Linked DNA regions of Rattus norvegicus: region 2 is linked to region 1. A link is a contact called in public Hi-C data. All regions are on one chromosome and are shown on one strand. The core of a region is the stretch at or near the end of the contact, and the rest is flanking DNA. Distances in the headings are between cores, read along the strand shown.

Evidence for each region. Hi-C and Micro-C count contacts between places; a contact is called where the count stands out from the background.
Region 2: a contact with region 1 is called in a Hi-C map of Schwann cells, with 5 times the contacts expected there. The contact joins the enhancer-like site here to the promoter of Ddx20 in region 1. A contact is called at or near these places in 11 of 12 Hi-C or Micro-C datasets (the A7r5 cell line, the Rat2 cell line, Schwann cells and 7 more) and 1 of 1 datasets of contacts at active chromatin or transcription factors (oligodendrocytes).

What each region holds. Positions count from the first base shown.
Region 1 is chr2:195,853,800-195,856,499 of GRCr8, forward strand. Ddx20 (DEAD-box helicase 20) reads right to left here and starts at 1,297. Exons shown (of 11, transcript NM_001191711.1): 1 at 997-1,297; 2 at 513-607. The coding sequence starts at 1,297.
Region 2 is chr2:195,890,661-195,893,360 of GRCr8, forward strand. No RefSeq gene overlaps it. Among named protein-coding and RNA genes, the nearest start is that of Inka2, 18 kb to the left of the region's middle. Within about 2 kb of position 1,326, at least 6 of the 93 cell types and tissues checked have an H3K27ac peak or open chromatin away from gene starts, as enhancers often do. A contact at or near this core is called in Schwann cells, where this site is marked.

The sequences.
Region 1 (2,700 bases), core at 47-2,546:
AACCCCTAGTGCCTAGGATACCATTCATATGTAACACTGGCCGAACAAAGCTTTTTAATGAACAACCCCCCCAACCCAAATCTACTAATTTGAGTAAAATAATCCTAAAACCATCAGAGGCAACCTAGAAAATGAGAGATCAATACAACACACTCGCAAGGCTTTGAGAATCATCTGAAATTTCTGCCCTAGCATAGCATATAATCCAGAACTTCTACCTTCTATGTCTAACCCCAATCCAGTCAGTAACAGAATTTTTAATTATGTAATGATTCCAATTGACAAATAGTCAAGATGTACTTATTACAGAAAATTACAAGTTTAAAATACTAATAATGATATTCTTGGCCACAACTCACCAAGGTTACCACCTCGATTACTTCTGTAACTTTCATGTGCTTTGGTTCCCGTTCATAATAAAACTCACCATCTGTAGGAGCTACTAGTTTTTCATAACTCTCAATAGAGTCCACGTGCTACACACACTCTTCTGGATCCTGAGTTAAACTCACCTGAGTACTATAGTTTTCAAGAATAAGGGAGTCCAGAGCAATGGTGGAGAATACACAAGTTTTTCCAGTGCCAGATTTAGCTTGAACAATTAAATCTGAGGAAGAAAAGAATTATATATGTATCATTACCGAGATTCACTGAAGCCACCAGATACCAGATACCAAATACGGGAAAAGAGAACGAACAGGTTCTTTCCTATGAGCACCTAGTTGCCACCTGTATTTTAGTTGACTCTCAGACGTGCAGGAGGCGTGCTTGATACCTCAATCTCTTAACCACCGAGCTATTTCTCCTAACCCCTTGCCCCCTGAATCTCTACCGCTGATCTTCTCCAACTTGGACTCCAGGCTAGAAACAGAAAGTCTTAAGCATCTTCAAATTCAATTGCGCGCCTACAGCCTGGCCTGAGCCCTGCAATGGCGCGGACCGGGAGCTCTCTGGGGCCACGCCGCCACCCTGCCTCCGGCTGGCCCTGGTCCTCACCAAGCCCGCAGCGCCCCAGCGGGATGGCCTTGAGCTGCACGGGAGAGGGCCTCTCGAAGCCGGCCGCCCGCAGCCCCTCCAGCACGGGCCGCGACAGCAGCAACGACTCGAAGTCCGCAGGCTCCGCCAGCACCACGTCCCCGGTACGTGTGCGCGGCCCGCCGATGTCGTGAGCGGTCCGCAGGTTCCACGGGGAGGCGGGAGTTGGCTCCGCAGCCGGAACCGGTGCGGCCTCAAGCTCCGCCGCCATAGCGGATTCGGAGGTTGTCGAGGCCGGTAGAGCTTCAAACGCCGCCGCCATGGTAGCCGCGCCTCCAGATCTCGCGATATTTACAGTTGAGGCGGGGCCCCTGGGAGCGAGAAGGAGAAAAACTTTATTGGCTGTTTCCCCGAGAAGACACGGACACACCTGGAAGTGGAGGGGAAGAACGGAAGTCGGAGGCTGATACTCTAGCGGGAGAAAAAAAAAATGTAGCCTGAGGAAGAAGCGGGAAGAGCGAGGGAAGATTAGGCTACCAGTGTGTTGCCGCCCGCGGCCTGCAGAGGGCGTCGCGTGCCCTTGGTGGGCGCGTCGCGTGCCCTTGGTGGGCGCGCCGCCCACCTCCTGCGGCTCTGAGGGACAGGCCGCGCCGCGCTGCTCCAGAATCGAGCGTCCACTAGGTGCTTTGTGACGCAGCTCGCGAGTCGGTCGCCGCCCGGGCTGGAGTCGGCTCCCTGGGTCGAGCTCGACTGTAAGCCAGGCCGTCTTCGCTCTCCATAACCTTTCTCATGGTCTCTGTGGTCTCAGACAGCGCCCGGAAACGACGGCTTTTACCACGCCAGCACAGCCCTGTCATGTAGGTGCCCCCGGCGCTTAGCACAGTGCGGAGCGCGTGACCGGAGTCGCCTAGTATTTAAGTGGAAGCCTGAACTGGATGCCAACCCCTAGGGTCTGCTTGATCGCTCGCTCGAAACCCTAGGCTAATAGACGTCTCGGGTTCAACGGATCTTTTGTGTGCCCTTCTTCCGTTCTCGGGTGGGCAACTAGCACACCATTTACCCTTCCTCTAGACCCGTTCATGTCCTACCCTGTCACAGAGGCCTTTCTTGAAATCTTAAGTCGCTTCCATCCTGACTGCTTCTTGGCCTTTCCCATTATTCCCACCACTAACCCCATGTTTGATTATTTGGTTTGGTTAGCATAGTTGGTGGGTTTGTTTTCTAAATCAGAGTCTCCCTATGCCCGCTCAGGCTGGCCTCACATTGGAAATCCTCCTGGCTCAACTTTTCAAATACTGAGATGACAGGTGTGTGCCACCATACCTGTCAGTTTCTTCATGATAACTACCTATGTTTATTGTCTCCCCCACTTTCCACGAGGACAGAAAGCTGTTCTGATTTGTTCTCTTCTGTCTGGTACGAGAAACATAATCTGACACGTTACTAAACAATACTGTTTTTTGAAAGAACTCTTAGAACAAAGCTTTAGTTAGGCTTCCAAATTTAAGCATATCTATTACTTTTCTCATTGATGATGATGGACTGAGCCTCAGAACCTGTAAACCAACCCCAGTAAATGTCCTTTAAAAAGTTGCCTTGGTTATGGTGTCTGTTTACAGCAATGGAAACATTAAGACAGATGCTGATGCTTAGAAATTAACAAAGCACTAAGCAAGCATCCTCTATCCGCATGAAGAACTAAAGATCTCAAGGTTCCTCTTAGTT
Region 2 (2,700 bases), core at 76-2,575, 37 kb after region 1:
CCTCGCTCCCTCACCACCCCCACGGTCCCCTGAAAGCATCTCTGTGCTGGTCAGAGGCCTTGAATCTGTCTTCCATAGCTCGGGGCCAACCTCTCACAGGGGATCTTAATCACTTTAAATTTTCCTTTTCTCTGCATCTCAAGCAGGATCCCTGACTGGATTCTACCCTGTGTAGAGACAAGAGGAGCCAGTGTTCTGTACCTTTGCTATCTGTAACTCTTCCCAACACTGCATCTCCCTTCTTCTGGTCAGGCAGAGTGGTTTTGGGTCAGGGCTTTGTAAGGATACCAGTTGGATGTGGGATCTGTGACTTGATTCTGTCTTCCTATCTGTCCCAAGTGTCAGAGACCTAATCTTACTCAAGTAGACCTTCAGCTAGCTTGATTGGCCTCGTTTCTGGCATTTCTCACCCACTTTACCCACCAAGGAGATGGGTTACCTTAAGTGCTTCAAGTTTTGGGTCTGCCTGAACTGTCCCAACAAGTTCAGTTCCTGCTCAGACTGCCTTTTCCAAGTTTGAGAGCCCCTCTCTTCCAGCCCTGTGTAGGTCTTGTCTGTGCCTTGGCCTAACCCTCAGTGCTTACTTGGATTGGTCAGTGGCTTCTGCTTCTGCAGTACTCTCCTTCTCCTGCAGACCTGTGGCCACCTCCGAGCTAGTGACTACTCAGCACCTTTGCTTCCGATACTGAGCACAGGGCTGCTGCCTGCGTGATCTCCACTTCTCAGGGAGCTCTGAGCTGAGCCAACCTTTAGTTTATCCTGTTTAGGAACCGCCAGTGGCCAAGCCTTTCTTAGCTGACCCCCTCCTACTTTGCTTTTCACAGCACCGGAAGTTCATTTCCCAGAAAAGAGGGGAGCCATGACCAGTTATTGTCAGAGCAGGAAACAGTAGACAGCCCCCTCCTCAAGCTGTTGTACAAAACTCTCCCTGCTTGGCTTCTCAAGCCAACTCTATTTTAATTCTGGCTGGCTGTGGAATCTACCTCACCTTCTGTTGTCACTGGACTGCTCAGGCCTTTCAGGTGATGATCTACTTTTCTCTCAATAGTTTCTGGAGAAGTCCTCTTTTGCCCTAGCCCCCCCGATTTCCTCCCTTTCTTGCCTAGCCTCTTTCCTCCAGCCTTCCTGACCTGGATCACCTCCATGGAGGTCCTTTTTCGTTTTTATTTAGCATCAGCATCTGGTCCCAGACCTTCCTACCCCAGGATGTTTTCCTAAATTGCCATGCTCTAATGGGAACACCAAGCTTGCTAGATCCTCCTCCCCTTATTGTGACTGTTAAGGGAGGGGTGGGGTGAGCAGTGTAGCAGGGAAGGAAACTGAGAGTTGGGTGGTGAGCGCCTTCTCTACCTCCAGGCCCACCTCTGGCTACACTCCAGGCATTGTCTCCCCACCAGGCCTTGCTTGCCAGAAAGGCAGAAGGTCCACAGGCACTTGTGTGGAAGTTGTGCAAGAGGGGTGGTCATCAGAACCCTACATAGGGTAGGGTGTGTGTGTGTGTGTGTGTGTGTGTGTGTGTGTGTGTGTGTGTGTGTGAGAGAGAGAGAGAGAGAGAGAGAGAGAGAGAGAGAGAGAGAGAGAGAGAAAGCGCTGGAATTAACTCCCTGGACTTACACTAGACCCACACTGCCACTGATCCACCACCTCCTCCCTAGGCCTGCATCAAGTACTTTGGGGATAAAAAAAGCAAGAAAAATTCTTCCAAATGAAATGAACCCGTGTACCAGCTCCCTGGCCACCTCAGACCATGTCCATGTTCAAGTCACACCCACCACTGGCCCAAGGACTTTGGTTATCATCACAGAGCCTTAGGCCAATCTGAGTGAAGCAACTGTTCAGAACTTCTGTTGAGATTCCAAGTATCAAGTAAGCTCAGATTCCAGAAAACGGTTTTCCAGCAGTGGCGTCAGGGGTCCAAAGAACTTCAAAGCTTTTTGGTGTAGGCCTTCCAACTCTGATGGAAATATAGGATCAAATAGTGTCTTCCCCCTTCTGTTAGCTCTACACCACTCACGAGGACAGGCAGGCTTCACCCCCACAGCTCCAAGTCCTACTTTTCAAATTAGGAAGGCTGACTGTCTAGCACTCCCTCATCCCAGATGTTCCTTGGGCAAGCTGACCAGGAATTGCATTAGTAGCTGTGGCCTGTGGATTTCTCACCCACAAGAAGGGCCTGATAATGGGATGTCAATGAAGAAGCTGGTACCTACCAGACGTGACTAAAAGCTATGACAAAGCATAACCTTAGACAGAGGGGTTGCTGCCTGTGATGTAAGGACAGAGAGGGAGAGCTAGCACCTACAGAACACCCAGAGTGTCCTGCCTATGCTAACCTGAGGGGAAACTAACCATGTCAGTTGACACAGAACTAAGGGTCAGAGCTTTTTTTCCCAATCCTCTCTGACAACTTTGTGAGCCAAATTGTCGGGAGCTGGTGCCTCATAAGGAATGCTGAATATATGAGTGTTTTGTCTTCATGTATATATATTCACCTGTGTGCAGGGCAGTGCCCATGAAACCAGAAAAGGGTCAGTATCCCCAGAACAAGAGCTGCCATTTGGGTTCTGGGCCTTCTTCAAGAGCAACAAGTGCTCTAATGTACTGAGCCCCACACCCCACACCCCAGCCCACAACAGTGTTCCTGATGACATAGTATTGATTCTATGTTGTGTTTTTTGTGATTTTCCTTGTCTATATTCA